Linked DNA regions of Mus musculus: all the other regions are linked to region 1. The links are chromatin contacts, called in public HiChIP or PLAC-seq maps. All regions are on one chromosome and are shown on one strand. Each heading gives the region's core, a stretch centred on a gene start, on an enhancer-like site or on the middle of the called end of the contact. The rest is flanking DNA. Distances are from core to core; before and after follow the strand shown.

The links. HiChIP or PLAC-seq counts read pairs in DNA pulled down with a chosen protein or histone mark.
Region 2: a FOXA1 HiChIP or PLAC-seq map of pancreatic cancer cells shows a contact between it and region 1. The contact joins two enhancer-like sites. A contact is called at or near these places in 2 of 115 datasets of contacts at active chromatin or transcription factors (large pre-B cells and pancreatic cancer cells).
Region 3: a FOXA1 HiChIP or PLAC-seq map of pancreatic cancer cells shows a contact between it and region 1. The contact joins two enhancer-like sites. A contact is called at or near these places in 1 of 484 Hi-C or Micro-C datasets (liver) and 1 of 115 datasets of contacts at active chromatin or transcription factors (pancreatic cancer cells).

The regions. Positions count from the first base shown.
Region 1 is chr3:69,180,922-69,183,459 of GRCm38.p6, forward strand. No RefSeq gene overlaps it. Among named protein-coding and RNA genes, the nearest start is that of Arl14, 40 kb to the right of the region's middle. Within about 2 kb of position 1,275, at least 25 of the 459 cell types and tissues checked have an H3K27ac peak or open chromatin away from gene starts, as enhancers often do. A contact at or near this core is called in pancreatic cancer cells, where this site is marked.
Region 2 is chr3:68,675,666-68,678,203 of GRCm38.p6, forward strand. No RefSeq gene overlaps it. Among named protein-coding and RNA genes, the nearest start is that of Il12a, 14 kb to the right of the region's middle. Within about 2 kb of position 1,271, at least 223 of the 459 cell types and tissues checked have an H3K27ac peak or open chromatin away from gene starts, as enhancers often do. A contact at or near this core is called in pancreatic cancer cells, where this site is marked.
Region 3 is chr3:69,484,713-69,487,250 of GRCm38.p6, forward strand. All of the region lies in intron 1 of Ppm1l (protein phosphatase 1 (formerly 2C)-like), which reads left to right. Among named protein-coding and RNA genes, the nearest start is that of Gm52607, 24 kb to the left of the region's middle. Within about 2 kb of position 1,274, at least 35 of the 459 cell types and tissues checked have an H3K27ac peak or open chromatin away from gene starts, as enhancers often do. A contact at or near this core is called in pancreatic cancer cells, where this site is marked.

The DNA.
Region 1 (2,538 bases), core at 25-2,524:
TTGGAATTAGACCTGGTTTCTCTGGAAGAGCAGCTAGTGCTCTTACCCATGGAGGATCTATGTCAGAGCATGTAGTAATATGTTTTTCTCTTTTAGGGCAGAGTAATATTCCATTGCATTATTCATATATTCAATTTTATTTCTCCATTGACCAGCTTATGAGAATTTGAGCTGTTTCACTCCTTGACTATTGTGAATGTGACCACGAACATGCTGATATGATCTTTGTTTCTCTTTGTAACTAGAGGTAATCAACAGATTACACATGGTAACTGTATGTTTAACTTTTTGAGCAACTGTTGGTCTCTTTTCCAAAATGGCTGCATCTTTCTATACACCGCCCCGAGGTCCCCCCCTGCCCCCCGCAACAACAGATAAAAACCCCAACATCCTGACACATTCTTGTCTGTGACATGTAGCCATTCCAGTGGGTTTGAAAGAGCACGTTGTCGTCCTTCGAGCCTACTGTCAGAGTTAGTTTGAATCCATTTGATTCCAGCTGGAGTCACCAGGAAGAAAGGAATCTCACCTGAGGAGCTGCCTCCATTAGACTGGCCTGTGGGCATGTCCGTGGAGAACTTTCTTGATGAAGGATTGTCATTGGAAGGTCCAGCCTACTGTGGGCAGTGCCATCCCTAGGCAGCTAGACCTGGTCTGTATAAGCTGAGCAAGCTGACAGCGACGAGCCAGTAAGCTGTGTGTCCCCCATGGTCTCTGCTTCAGTTCCTGTCTTTATCTGCCGCGGCTTCCTTCTGTGATTAACTGTAAGCCGCAAGTCAAGTGAATCTTTTCCTTCTCCGAGTTGCTTTTGGTCCTGATGATTATCACAGCACTATAAGGAACCCTTGCGTTGCTCCAGTGACTAACCATGCCATCATTTCCTACGCTCAGGAGCTACCAGTGCACCTCTTCTAAAAAAATTTCCACAGTCATTTGCCTGACAAAAAAATTTGAAAAAAAAAAATGTCTTTTGTTCTTGAGTTACAAAAGTTCTTTGTATATTTAAAGTTTTTATATATACCTTAACTATATAAAATTAAAGATATATATCAGATATATTATTTTTAAAACTTAATAAAAAATAGGGTTTAATCTATGTAGATTTGGCTGTCTTCAAACTCATTAAAAAGACCAGGCTGGCCTTGAACTCTCAGAGCTCTGCCTGCCACTGTTTCTGGATCCTGGGATTAAAGGCATGCAGCCACTCTGCCCAGCATACAAATAATTTCTATAGCCTATGAGCTGTTGTTTAAATTTCTTCATAGTGTCATTTGACATTATATATAAGTTCCTTTTTCCTATCTGAAACAAAGGTGTGTTGTGTAGTTTGGTCTTCTCCAAACCTGTCAAATGAAAAAAAAAAAAAAAAAAGGAGGTTTGATTTCTTATAGGAAACACTTCTGCCCCAGGGCCATTTCCTGAGTGCTGGGATTCCAGACATGAACCACCATACCCTACCCACATTATATAAATTTGCTTTAAAGATTGCTCTTGCAGATATGTAGATGAGTCACTGTTGGGTAGGGTATGGTAGCAAGGAGACACATTAGAAACTTGCAATGATCTAAGCCATTGCTAGCAAAGACTTGTGGGTGAAAAGGCTGAGTTTCAGTTCTATGTAGGCAGTGTCATGTCAGCTGTCTGAAATCATGTTAGGATTCAGAGAACTGTGATCCCAAGAATGAAATTGTGACACAGCTTTGTCGAAGCAGCTTGCCTGTGGACTGACCGTCAGTCCTATCATGTGGTCATCTCTGGGCTTGTCTAGAAGGGTAGCAATGTTGTTTTCTTAGGAATTCAAGGTTTTCTAAGGAAAACAAGAAAGTATTTCAGTTTGTTTACAGGAACAGAGAAAGTAAAGAAGAAAAAATTTAAAAAATAAGGTGATTGGGTGCACTATGGTTATGGTTATGGTTATGGTTATGGTTATGGTTATGGTTAGGGTTAGGGTTAGGGTTAGGTTAGGGTTAGGGTTAGGGTTAGGGCTAGGGCTAGGGCTAGGGCTAGGGCTAGGGCTAGGGTTAGGGCTAGGGTTAGGGTTAGGGTGTGTCAGGGTCAGGATAGAAATGGAGAAATTCAGATATTGGCATTGGGACCAGGCACACTTGCTAAATAGGGGAGGACTATAAATGCTGAAGATGTTTTGGCTACCATTGGTTCAGAAATAGCAACTGTGCTAATTAAAGCATAAGAAATCGACTAAGATTTCTGACAGGAATCATTTGTAGTCCATACCCACGAGAAGCCTGATTCAGGAACCAACAGGGGCCCCTGTGAACCATCCTCTTGAAGAACCAACCCGCAGCATGAGAACATGAACAAGCTTCTGATGATGGGTCAGTTCTAACAAGCATTTACAAAGACTTTACACTCTAGCAGCTACCGGCTACAGGTTAGATCCAGGACCCATGCTGCAGCCAGCAAGCTTGTTTTGTCCCTGCCTTCAATATGTATGTCAGCTATTCATGGAGTTGTTATTACTAAGAGAAGGTGTGGCAGATAGGAAAAGTTAAGTGGAGAACGGACGGAACAATAATC
Region 2 (2,538 bases), core at 21-2,520, 510 kb before region 1:
TGTAGGAGCCGCAGTGGATGCTGGGAAATAAGCCGGCTTCTCTGTAAGAGCAGCCAGTGCTCTTAACTGCTGCACCATCTCGCCAGCCTCTTACCTCGGTGTTGCTGTTTTGCTTTTTAGTTGTTGATGTTTTTTTGTTGTTTTTGTTGTTGGTTTGGTTTGGTTTGGTTTGGTTTGGTTTGGTTTGGTTTGGTTTTTGGTTTTTCGAGACAGTGTTTCTCTGTGTCCTGGATTTCTTAAGCTTTCTTTTATTTCTTTGGTATGAGCTATGTAGAGTGTACCTTCATGCCTTCTTATTGTATCCTGGGGGTAGTAAGTAACCTTTAGGTACCTTTGCCCCCTGTAATGCCTCCCTTTCTACCCGGACTATACTTAGACCAGCTTTGGTGAATGAATCAAGTCACAAACTCTTTGGCCTTTTGTTTGCTTTTTAAATTTTGTTGTTTCCTTAGGCCAGCTATCCTTGAACTCAAAATCCTCCTCTCTCAGCCTTCACACTGGGACTCCTGGCATGAGCTAGGGTGTCCAGCTGTCCTTGGCCATTTCAAAAGTAAACAAGGTAGAAACAAATACAGAAAAGACTTAGCAGTCCCGAGTGACCTGATGCTCACCCTCTGTCTCCCCACCGCCCTGCTCCCCTCCCCCCACCCCAGTGCATTTCATTTTGGTTGGCTGATATTCTCCGAGTAAGTTGCAAATCGCCATATTTGCACAAGTCTACACTGACTTATGTTGTTAATTTGAGGGGTGCCAGTTATGGTGAGCAAATCCAAGGTTTTTAATGTGTGCTAAATCAGTGCCCGATCTCTCAGATACGCCCTTAACCCTCTAAAGAAGGCAGCCTTGTGCACACGTGCCAAGCAGTTATCTTTATAAATAGTTCATCAAGCAATTCCCGCTTATAAAATCTGTCTTTTTTTGCTATGCCCACCCAGAGCTTGTTCAGAACTCAAAGCAGGGAGTCTGTGCCTCTGTACGCATGTGATCAGATATAATTCAAATAATGCAAAAATAGTTAAGGAAGAAAGGGGAGCAAATTTAAAATAAATATTTGCAGTTTGGGGCTTCCAAGCTCTGCCATTTCCTTCGTTTCCAATCACACAATCATATTCAGCTTATTATGTAGTTCGTGTCTTGCTCTCAGCCTTCCCCCCACCCCCACCCCGTCCTTTCCCCCAAGTGTTTTTGAGTCCCTGATACCGCCCCCCGCCCCCCACGCCCCGCCCCAGGTGCAGAGGAGCCAGTGCCTGGCACCCAGTACACATGTTTGGTGGCTTTCCGTTGAGTGACTCATTGCTCAAGCAGGCACTCCAGCTGCCTTCCTTACCCTGACTCCCTCCCACCTCCTTCTGCCCAGTTCCAAACTTGAGTTTATCCAACACTCATTTTTCTCGGCTTCTGCTATTCTTAGGCTGCGGAGAGATGCTGAGGGGGAAACTCAGACTTCTGTCAAGTGGGTCTCCACGGAAGCAGACCGCCAACCCTCACACAGGCCCCGCGTTTATCTCCTGGTACCGCGACAGGATGTTGCACACAGTGATCTTCAAACTCAGCTGTGGCCACAGCCGTGACTCCGTGACAGTTACTGGCAACGTTTTGGCTGATTCTCTCCACTTCCTATGCCGTCCCTCTCCAACTTCCCTGTTCCTAAGCTGTTTCAGGTCTAAGCGAGCTTGCAGCACCTTAAGCCTCCTCCCACAATAGCTTTAAGTCACTTGCTTTTATTTTATTTTTAATGTTCATAGGTTATTTTGACAAAGCTCTTTGTAAACTTAATCATAAGGCTGTATTATATTCTGTAAATGCTAACCACATTTAAGCTTCTCTAATGAGAGACCTGCCCATACTTTGGCATTTATTTTGTTATTACAATTTTTGTCTTTTGCATTTCTGAAATTCTTTAAGGTATATTCCTGGCTTTATCGGGGTCAACGGCTCCAGAAAGTTCAGATTCTTGATAAACTTTGTCAAATTTATTTTCAGAAACAGTTTCATTATGAATTCCCTTTCATACCTTTGTCAACCTAAAAGGATTTATTTCATGTACCTGTATTTGGTTGAGCCGTCTCATATCTTTTTAACATAGTTATTAACTATAGCTTTCTTCAGTGAGTTGTCTGTTAATGATTTTTCTCATTGGCCTACTGGGGTCCTCATGTTCTTAATTACTTTGTCTGTGTTATTGATAAATTTCACTGAGTAATTTGTGTGACAAACTCTCCAGATTGGTCGTTGTGGTTCCAGGATTCTCCTGTCTCTGCCTCCCTCCACTGGGCTTGCACATAGGGGCTCCAATCTGCCTCTGTCTTTAATCTCAGATCCATGCCAAGGTCTGGAAATCTTGTATCATCTCTCATGAAAGTTAGTTTGTAAGATATTAGCATATGTTCTGCTGTGATATAAAATTTACCCCATCCATCCTGGGAATTATTTTATTTTTGGAGTTTTTAAATATTTTTATTAATTCTTTGAGAATTTTGTACAATATATTTTGGTCATATTCACCCCCTCCTCCTAGATGCACCTCCCCTCCTCTAC
Region 3 (2,538 bases), core at 24-2,523, 300 kb after region 1:
GCAGTGCTCTGGCTGACTTGGCTGAGGTGAGGGTGCTCTTCTGACCATGCCAGGGTACATTCAAGAGCAAATTGTGGTGTGGTTTCACACAGCTTTCTAAGGGTTGCTTGACTGCCCACAAGCTGCCGGGAAGAATGTCAGTGCCGTCTGGTATCTCCTAAGACAGTCACTTTGCTTCAGAGTGGGGAGGGCTCCGGCTCTCTGAGGCTCAGCAAACTGCCAATTCTAAATGACAGAAAAAGGAGCCTGTGGCAATGTCAATGCATATAGTCAGTTTTTTTTTATAAGAATTAAAAATATTATAGGTTAGCAGGGTGGCTCAGTGGGCTAAGTCAGCCCTGGCAAAGCCTGATAGCCTGACTTCAAGCCCCAGAACCACTATAGTAGCGGGAAAGAAGGAAGCTTGCAATTTGTCCTCTGGGCACCCCACAGACTTGCATGCACATACACAAATACGTGATACATATAATTTAATAAAATAGGTTAGTAATAGTAGTAATTAAAACAACAACATCAACAATAACAACAACAACCTTTACAAGCTAGAGAGTCCTGGGATATGCACAAGGGCTGTTGTAAAGGGCCTGGTACAACCCTAGGAGTCTGTCAGAACTTACTGTAAAGCTGGGTAGAAATCCATGCTACATTGTATCAAATTCAACTAGCAGGTGCGATCCAGAGTTCTCCCTCTCAAATACATAGCCCAAGTTAAAACAGATTTGAACCAAGGATAGAGCAAACCCCATGACTAATTTTAAAGGAAGCCACCCCCCTCCCTACCCCAACAAACTGACAGTTGGAGTTCTAACCCACAAAGATGCTGATCAAGGCCAGCCACCTAATTCGGTAAAGAACACAGAGGCCTTTCCCTTGTGTGCATCTACTGAGACTTTCCTGTGACCATGATATCTTTCTGAGTTTCAGGGAGACGGATCATAAAGGTACTTGCTGTCCAGCTAGATGACCTGAGCTGAATGATTGGGGGTGAGGGTGGGGGTTCTCATTGAGTTAGTCATGAGACACTAAATAAAATTATCACCAAGTCACTGAGTAGAAAGTTCAACCCTTCTTATTCCATTTCATATAAAAGGACCCTAAGTCTAATACTGGCCTTGAAAATCCTTCTTGAAGCCACATCAGCCCGACTCATCTGGAGCTTCCCTGACACTCTGGCCACCCCTGCTTCCTGGAGGTAGCTATGGGGTAGCAGCCAAGTGAGGCCCAGTAGGAGTCCTCTGGAATTGTTCCTGTATAAATAGCTGTCTCAAGCCAAGAATATTTTATGTATGTTCTGACTAAGACCTCCAGGGGCAGCTCTAGTGTCATAGCCTTGGAATGCTATCATTTTGATTAATAACTCACGAGGTTTTTGTAATTCATTTGTAACAGTCCCATTGGCTTTCTCAGTCCTCAAGGGCATTTTCAGTAAGAATTATTTGTGGAACTTTCTAGAATACATTTGAGTAATACTTATGGAAGTTAATATTTCCCCAGGCTCCATAGCCCAAGATTCAGAAATGGGAGGGAATTTAATAAGGAATAAACCATATAATTTTTGAAATAATAAAAAAATATTTCTCCATAAATCAATATCATTGGATCTTTTTCCTATGCCTCTCAAGTGTGTAAAATGTGAAACAATTTCTTCTTTATGACTGCAGACGAGATAGGAACTTGCTCATCGCAAAACATTAGCCCAACAACTTTGGCTGAGTGCTGTTTCAGTGCTCATTAGATTGGTGAGCGTTGGGCTGGTCGGCTGGCTGTTTTTATGCTGCCACCATCGCTTAACATCTAAAAGTGTATGTGTGCTCTGAAAACAAAATTCAGGGAAGGACCATCAAAGTAGTGTGATATTTACTGTTGAATTCCTGATCTTTCTCTGGAGTGTGTGTGGTAATTGAGGAGCAAAGAATTCGTTCTTCATACCCTTGGAAGTAGGGAAATAACCTCAGCTTCTTAATCTGTAAACAGGTTCTAAAAAAATAAGCCCGGAGGCTTAAATGTAGGTTTTGATCAAAATAATAAGAGGAGCTAACTCACGGCTAGACAGTGTTTGATACATTGGCTGATTATATCTTAGAATAATTAGAGACCAGAAGTCTGGAAAGTGGGCTGGTATGGGTTTTGTGGATAAGGCCAGCCATCCTTAGCTAGAAAGACATACTCCGTTGTGTGAGATTAGAGGTATATTTACATGCCCTGGCATGCTTCATGCTACCACATGAACTTGACCTCATAGTAAATGTGAGTTAGCAGAATGATAAACTTAGTAAAAGTTCGTTTCCTGAGGCATCCCAGAAGGATTGTCTCTAGTGATGTGTAGCTTAGTGGTTGGTCATCACGTTACTGCTTAGATTAAAACTTGAGCTTCAGCATTAAGTATGTTCTGTAATTTTCTGTCCTCCACATGCTGGGTTCCCCCTTCGCCATAACCATTGACACAACCGTTGGCAGCCATGGCTCTCCATAGCGATCTAAAATTGCCATAGAAGTGAGACTTCATGGTTGTGCTTCTGGTGAACACCTGGTGCCATC